Linked DNA regions of Hordeum vulgare: region 1 is linked to region 2. Evidence: chromatin contacts called from public Hi-C data. All regions are on one chromosome and are shown on one strand. The core of a region is the stretch at or near the end of the contact, and the rest is flanking DNA. Distances in the headings are between cores, read along the strand shown.

Region 1 (4,133 bases), core at 1,325-3,824, 150 kb before region 2:
AGTTACTGGAGTATTAGTGGTACCCTTAAAAGGTGTGTACTTACAGATATGCAGTAGTACAGGACTGGGTACTTCTTGTGAGTTGTGGCATTGCGAGGGACCATCAGTTGGATAAACAATTTTCCTAGTAGTTTATTATGGGCTTAATAGCTGATACCAGTTCCACAAATGGCAGTTGCATATCAGCTTATCAAGCATGTGGTTTCTAGTTGTGGGGTGTCCCTTTTTCTTTGCCGAAGAAAGCAATTCAGAAGAGGTAAAATTCTTCTGTTTTTTCCTAGTAAAAGGAGCCTATTTATCCGAATAATGGGCATGTAGAGGTAAAATTGAGCTATACAAAATTGAAGCCATGAGCCACACCAAAATTTAATTATGGCAGTGGTACTGAACTAGAGTCTTCTATCAGAGAACGTATTCAGACTTCAGAGCATCACATATCAATTTGAACACATGTCTCCGTGATTTATCTGAACTAGTGCCATAGAAGAGGTACACATCATCTACAGGGCATGCCAAATTTCGTGTTTTTTAAGTGAGACTTGTTCTGACTTGGATAAAAATTCGAAAAGAAAAATTATGTTGCACTGTCCTGCTGCACGCAAGAGGAAAAAATTCAGGGAAGCAAGGGTACTCACCCGCACTTCGGCGGCAGACTCCGACGAATCGGGCCCGCTGCCCTCGGCGAACATAGACCCCTTGCCGGACCACTCCTTGAGCACGTCGTCGGTGTCCAGCTTCAGCCCCAAACCGGTCTTCGGTGCCTTTGTCGGCGCGCCGTCATCGTCCCCGTTGCCGTCCGCCGCATCCACTGTTCCATCGGCCCCCTCCTCGCATTTCGCATTGGCCAGCTCCTCCTCCTTGGCCAGCACCTTCTCCATCTTCACCTTCTTCTTCTTCTTGCTCTTCTTCTTCTCTGGTGCTGCCGACGCCGGCGGCGGCATTGCGGTGTTCGACACTGCCGCTGCCGGTTCTTGCGGTGGCGTCGGTGGTGTGACCGTGATGTCCTTCACCGGCACAGCAGGCCACATCCACCAGGCCCCGTCGTCGTCCCGCCGCTTGAGGGCACGGTTGAGGTTGGGGCGGGTGCTTTGCCGGGAGCCGAGGCCGAGCTCGAACCGGCCAGCGAGACCGACCACCATGAGGCTCCTGAGGTAGGGGTGTATGCCGGAGCTGGACAGGATGGAGTCGTCGGACGTGGCGGTGGCCGTGTTGGCCTCCATGGTGAGGCTCCCCATGATGCCGTCGATGCCCTCGGCAGCGCCGCCGGCCGCGGCCTCGTCGACGTCGAGGATGGACTCGGCGTCGAAGCCGTCGTCGTCGAAGTCGAGCTCGCCGGGCTCGTCGGTGGCGGTGTCGGGGCTGGCCGGCGACGGCGCCGGGTCGCGGAACTCCCGGAACGCGCTGCTGACGGGCGTCGGTGACGAGCAGTTCTTGCAGGCGTCGATGGACGGGCTCTGCGGCGGCCGCGGCGAGGGCGAGGCCGCGTGGTCGCGGAGGAGGAATGCGGCGTCGGACAGGACGGGGAGCGGCGGGAGGAGGTCGGAGGAGGACGCGGCGGCGCCGAAGGCCACGGCGAGGCCCGAGAGCGGCGGTGGCCGCGGCGCCGTGGCCGTCTTGGGGCTCTTCTTGACGGGGAAGACGGAGGGGTGGATGGAGGCGAGCAGCGCGGCGGCCTCGTTGTAGGCCTGGTTGGGCCGCTTCCGCGGCGCCCGCGCGCGCTTGAGCGAGACGGAGGTGGCCGAGGAGGACGCGTTGGAGGCCTCCGAGAGCGTGGAGGACGGCGAGGAGTGCGCCGGCCGCAGCGGCGACGAGTGCGCCCCGGGGGACGCCGCCGCCTTCACCATGTCCAGGTCCAGCCGCAGCCCCGTCGGTATGCAAGACGACGTCATCGCCAATGCCCCCTCAACCACCACCACCACCGCCGCCGCTCAAACCAAGAATTTATTCCAGCTCTTCTTCGCCGGCCGATCAATCAATTCCACCACCGCCACCACCACCACAGCTCCACAAGAAGCGAGTGAAGAATTCCTAAACCCCTAAACCCCGAAAGACAGCGCGGGAACCGAGGAATTCCCTTCCTTCCCGGCCGATGAAAGCTGCGAGACGGAGAGGAAGACGGAGCAAAAGGTAGCGAGGAAACGGCAATTTTTTCTTCCTATCTTTTCGGAGGGAGCTAAGCAGAGTCGCAGCAGAGACCTTGGGACATGGGCAGACTCCAAAGAGGAAAGGGAAACCAATGGCCGCCCCTGCCCCCACCTGGGAAGGACTCGACTCGAGCTCTGTATATATGAAAAGAGGCACCAAGAACAAAATAGGGGACGGGCGGAAGGACTCTGCGACGTACTCCTCTGTCCGTGGCAAGGAGAAGAGGTCAAGCCAGGAGCAGAGCCAGCAAGAACAGAGCAGGAACAGAGCCAGGGTATGAATTCTGCGAGCTAGCAGCTGTGTCTTTGGGATTGGAGATGGACGGAGGGGAGAGAGGAGCAATGCTAGCTAATCCTACGGGAAGGCTAGAGAGAGAGAGGGAGGGAATTGCGGGGGATTGGAGGCGGTGGGGGAGGAGGAAGAAAGGGTTCAAGGGGAGGGAGGAGGGGGGTGGGGTTTTAGAGAGCCTAGAGCTGGGGGAAGAGACAAGGCTCACTCTCATGAGGTCGCTCTCCCTCCCTCTGGCCCGTGGGACCCACCGCAGGCTGGCCCCTCCCTCTCCCTCTCTCCTTTGCTTCTCCCCACTCTCTCTCTAGGTGGTACGTACATGTACATGTGTTGGAATCTTGTTGTGTCATCTGAGATTTGCAGTGGATAAGTGGAGAGCGTGAGACCAATTTGCCCTGTGCTTGCCATGGCTCCTAAAGTCACAAGAAAGCCGGTCAATTGTTACATTTACTTTTGGCCTGCTGGTGAAGACTTGAACAACAAAAAAATCATTTGGGGGGAACAGAAAGCATGTAATTACAAGATCTTGAGTAGTATAATCAGTATATTTTCATGGCTTTTGGCATGAAGCCCACTCATACATTTTTATTATTGGAACATCAACAGAAGGGGAATATTAAGAAAAAAAAAACATGTGCTAAATCGAATAGAGTATTTCTTTTCCTCTAGAGACGGCACTGGCCAATGGAACATGCGTGCGGCTAAGCATTACTTAACGATTGCCTTTTTGGACTAACACACCTTGTCCGCATGCCTCTTGTGCTGGATAGAAAGCAAAATGTTTGAAGCATTCGTTCCCATATGTGTTTTTTTAGGTGAAATGTCAAGTACTTCCACTTTTGTCCGGATTGTCCTCTTTGCGTCCGATGTTCTACTTATACTAATTTTAATTTGGTAACAGCCAGCATATTATTTTTGTTCTCCTCCTCGTACCATTCAGTGTCTTTTGTTGAACAAGTGTGGTTGCATTTACTATGTACGTAGTAGTTTATCTCCCTTCATTTCTCCTTTGCTTACAAGACAAAAGATGGGATTCAACCAATGGCTGGTAAATGTTACTACTATCGATTGTCACTGCATATGAATTACTCTGCTCCCACCCTCAAAGAAAGAAAGAAAAAATACTCTGCTCTGGATGAAAATTGAGGGAGCAATTTTCTCAAACTTGGATTGAAATTGTGAAAGCTTCTACGAAATCATAGCGCCAAAACGCCGCGTCGACACTCAAACTTGGATTGAAATTGCGAAAGCTTGTATGATATACCCGTATAAACTTTTCAAACCCAATCACCAACAATCAACCTACGATCACAACGATACACGTTCCGTTGAGCTTTTGCCATGCCCGGAGGTTGCAACCACCAGAAATAATGGACAGGAGGGCGAGGGCATATCGGTAAATCCGTGCCGCGCTGGTACACGCTATCATCATCTGATTGCCCGCCATCTACTGATCCGAATCTACCCGGCAAGTGGACGGACCTCCCAACGGCGAGCAGGGAAGAAACCCCTATAATCCCTGCTTATCCGCTGACGCGGCGCCCTCCCATTGGCCCCGCCGGATTTCCCCAGGCCTACGTGGCGGCGGCCCTTTTATCGGCGGCAACCAACCTTTTCACGTGAAGCCATGGAACGCCGCGGGCCCCGCCGGATCTTGGACCCTTGCATGCATGCATGGCTCACCATGGTTGGCCCAACAC
Region 2 (3,954 bases), core at 450-2,949:
GCCAATAATAGTTTACCTTTCTTTCAATTGGTCGCTTTCTGGAATAGAGATCCTCGGGAGTAAATGCTGCCTGTTATTTATTTGAATAAAATTAAATGAAAAGAGAACTAGAGCAAGTGATTCTGGCGCAGAACGCATAAGCAAGACAATTGCCCAATTTTATACAGAACTCCTTGTGCCTTGGCAATTGATGCCTTTATTTGCATTCCATATCTCTCCAATTATGTAATATACATGGTTATGAAGTAAAATACACCTCTTTCATACTTCTCAGTTCTACTTTATAGTTCATCATCCATCGACGATATTTTCTATCAAAGCAAGAGATCGTAGGTACTAATGATGACATTTTACAATCCTTTTTTTGCTAGAATGAACAAGAGATCATACCATCTTGCAAGCAATCATACCAGCGAGCAAAGCATTTAATGTAATCATGACCTTGTGAATAATGTTTTCATCTTTTATCAGTACATCCTTTAGGGACGCAACAAACTGAAGACCGCTCACCTTCATAAAAGGGGTAATCCCGATGACTTTGAAAAGTGCGGGGAGTGGATGGAATGTGGAGTCCTCCGTAGCAGCACGTGTTGCCTTGGGCGGTGACTGCTTTTGGTCACGGAACATGGAGCTGTTGATATATATGCTGCAAAATGCACAACCACACTGAACTTAATATACATGAGACAGCACAAATGGGTACGGTGGATAGTTCCTTATCGGTAAAAATTCAGATACCTAGCAGACAAGAGGACAGTGTCCATGATGCTAAGAACCTCAGGAGCGGATTTGCACAGGGCCTCGACTTTGACCTTCCCCTCCTTGAGAAGGGGTAGCAGACACCGCGCCCACTCGTTGGGGATACGACCGACCTAGAAACAAGAAGTCATTATACACCACTAATATACATGATGCGATGCGGTGCAGCATCAGAGAATGGGGAAATAAGCGGTGATGACCGAGTAATCAGTAATGTACCTCCCCGTGTTGCGGGGTTGAGAAGCGCATAATCTCCGAGGTGCAGGAAGCGAGGGCAAAGCGACCAGGGCGGCCCTTGCCCGATGCGGCGGCTGCGGTCGCGGAGCTGGGGAACGAGAAGGTGACCGGTTCCCCGGCGGCGATGCGCCTGCCCTTGCAGGTGGACAGGCCGGCCATCTCGGCGCTCCCCACCAGCCACCAGTGCTCGCCGCCGCCGGCGGGCGCGGGGTTGGACTTGGGCCTAGGTTTCCCTGCCGCCGCCGCCGCCGCGGGCTTCGGCTGCGCGGGGGTTTTGGGCGGCGGGATCGATTTGCTGGGGGGTTTGGTGGGTTGGACGGGCGGAGGCTGGGGTGGGGGCGACGGGGACGGCGACGGCGGCGGCGGCAGGCTGTGGTGGAGGTCGAGGAGGATGTTGATGGTCTTGGTGGGGTCGTCGCCGGCCATGTGGAGCGCGCGGATGATGTCCATCTCCGGCGTCTCCTCGCCGAGCACCGCGCGCACCGCCGCCACCTGCTCCGCCCTCTCGCTCTTCTTCGCCATCAGCCTCGCACCTCCGATTTGCTCGCGAAATTTTCCCGCGAAACAGGCCCGCTTGGCGCCGCCTATACAGCTTCAGCGGGAAGGGGAGACAAATTGCCGCCTTGACCCACCCTTTTCCCCTTTACGCTCACTGCTGTGCTGAGCGGCCTTGGCTGGCTCTGCGCTTCTCGAGGCCGCTACTCTGCGCCGGTCGACCGGCCTAGTGCAGGCCGGATCGGCCACTCCCGGAACCGTCTGATTGGTGCAATAAGAGCAACTCCAACCCACGGACCCACGGACCCAAATAGACGACGACTTTATCAATTTTTTATTCGTTTGGGTCTGCCCGACGGACATCAATGTCTGCTTTGGCGTTTGGATCGGTCTGACGAATACCAACATCTGCTTCGGCGTTTGGGTCGACGCATGCGCCCAACGCTGGCGTGACGCATTTTTGTCAACGCGTGGAAAAAAATAAAGCATTTCTAAAAATAATAAACAAATAACAATTAAACATTAAAAGCCGGCCACGAAGCCAACGAGAGTCCATGTGTCTCTATTACATTAATTAAACATAAAAAACTAAACTATGAGGCAGCCCTAGGCGTCGTCGTCATTGTCGGGGCCGGTGAGGTCAGCGTAGGCGCAGGGCCGGCCAACGGGAACGCCTTGTTCCAGAGCGCAACTGTCTGCGCCTCCCGCTGAGGATACACAAAACGGGTAGGCCCATGAAAGGTCGAAATACCATAATTGTATGGGGTCCACACATGAGGTGGGACCAGACAAATACATACATAGTATCCACTCGGACGACGGTAAACCACTTGGCCATATGTCTCACTCGGATATGCGAAGACCAACAAGGCAGTCGAAGCATCATACTCATAGTGGAGGTTTCGTAGTGGTTTGTCATCATGGCACTAATGTTCCATCTTGTAACAAAGGAAATGAGAGAGTGACGCACTCTATATAAGCCACCCCACCACATAGCTCAAGGGCTAGCTTCTTCTCCCGTTGCGGGCTCATTCTTCCCCTGGAGCTCTGGCTCTCTCTAGTCTCAGGACTTAGCTAGGAGATCTGTTCTTCCCTCTCTCAAATATACCATGTAACTCATGTCCATGATAGATAAAACGAAGCCTCTCCGGAGCACGAGACGTAGGGACATTATCTCCACCGTGAGAGGCCCGAACTCGCTAAAATCACCGTGTCACCATTTGCATCTCGATAGATCATGCTCCTTTATCCTACCCCTTTCTATTGTCGGAATCGATACCACGATACCTCTGTCGTCTGTCCCGTCGGCGCGGGCAATGCTGGTGGCGGTGGCAACACAGCACGGGCGCGCTCCTCCTCTTCCATCTCCCATCGTTCCTCCTCCGCCTCCTTCTCCAGCGCCATCTGTCGAAGGCCTTCGGTGCGCTCCGCCGACAGGCGCTGCAACTTCCAGTGCAGGAGGTAGGCTTCCTCCTGTTGCGGTGTCGCGCCCAGCCAGATGGGCGGCGCGCTGACCCACTCGCGGAGGCAGCTGATCCACTGGTAGACCTCCCGCTGCGGCTCTGTAGGCTCGGTCTTCGACGGAGGTGGCACGACGTAGTCGCCGGCGGCAGACAACGCGATGGTCTCCATGAGCAGCGCCTCGTACGCCTCCTCCTCCTCGGCCTTGCGCCGCTCTTACTCCTCACTCTCACCGAGAATGGCTGTCAGCGCCGCCTGGTAGGAGGCCTCCGCCTCCTGGTCCTCGTTAACGACGGGCGGGGGCGGCGGAGGGCCTCTTGGCTGCACGTCACGCATGTCGCGTCGGCGCTCCTCCTCGTGCTCGACCGCGAACCAGAGCTCCCAGTGGGAAGAGTCGCCTACGTAGATTGGGTTGAGTCGTTGCTCCGGCGTCAGCAGACGCCGGCGGCGACTCACTTACACGTTCATTTTGCATCATGCTTTCATATTGTTATTTATTGCTTTTTGGGCTGTTATTTCACTTCACGGTACAATACTTATGCATTTTCTCTCTTTTTTTGCAAGGTTTACATGAAGAGGGAGAATGTCGACAGCCGGAATTCTCGCCTGAAAAAGGAGCAAGTTTGAGATGCCTATTCTGCGCAACTCCAAAAGCCATGAAAATCAACATGGATTTTTTTGGGAATATATAAAAAATATTGGGCCGAAGAAGTGCCAGAGGGGCACCAGCAGGTGGCCACAAGCCCGCTAGGCGCGGCCACCCCCCTAGCCGCGCCTAGGGGGCTTGTGGGCTCCCTACTGGCCCACTGGCTCCCCTCTTCTGCTATATGAAGGGTTTCGTTCCGAAAAAAATCAGGAGGAGGCTTTTTCGAGGATTCGCCGCTGCCACGAGGCGGAACTTGAGCAGAACCAATCTAGAGCTCCGGCAGGACGATCCTGCCGGGGAAACTTCCCTCCCGGAGGGGAAAATTGTCGCCATCGTCATCACCAACACTCCTCTCA

Evidence for each region. A called contact is a pair of places that touch in the nucleus more often than the background predicts.
Region 1: a Hi-C map of leaf shows a contact between it and region 2, with 4 times the contacts expected there. The contact joins the promoter of LOC123404396 here to the promoter of LOC123402780 in region 2. A contact is called at or near these places in 4 of 6 Hi-C or Micro-C datasets (leaf and seedling).

Annotation. Positions count from the first base shown.
Region 1 is chr6H:62,840,117-62,844,249 of MorexV3_pseudomolecules_assembly, reverse strand. It overlaps LOC123404396 (protein CHLOROPLAST IMPORT APPARATUS 2), which reads right to left and starts at 2,574. Exons shown (of 3, transcript XM_045098316.1): 1 at 636-2,574. The coding sequence starts at 1,889.
Region 2 is chr6H:62,689,591-62,693,544 of MorexV3_pseudomolecules_assembly, reverse strand. LOC123402780 (DNA repair protein RAD5A) reads right to left here and starts at 1,699. Exons shown (of 20, transcript XM_045096741.1): 1 at 979-1,699; 2 at 739-872; 3 at 511-646; 4 at 17-70. The coding sequence starts at 1,518.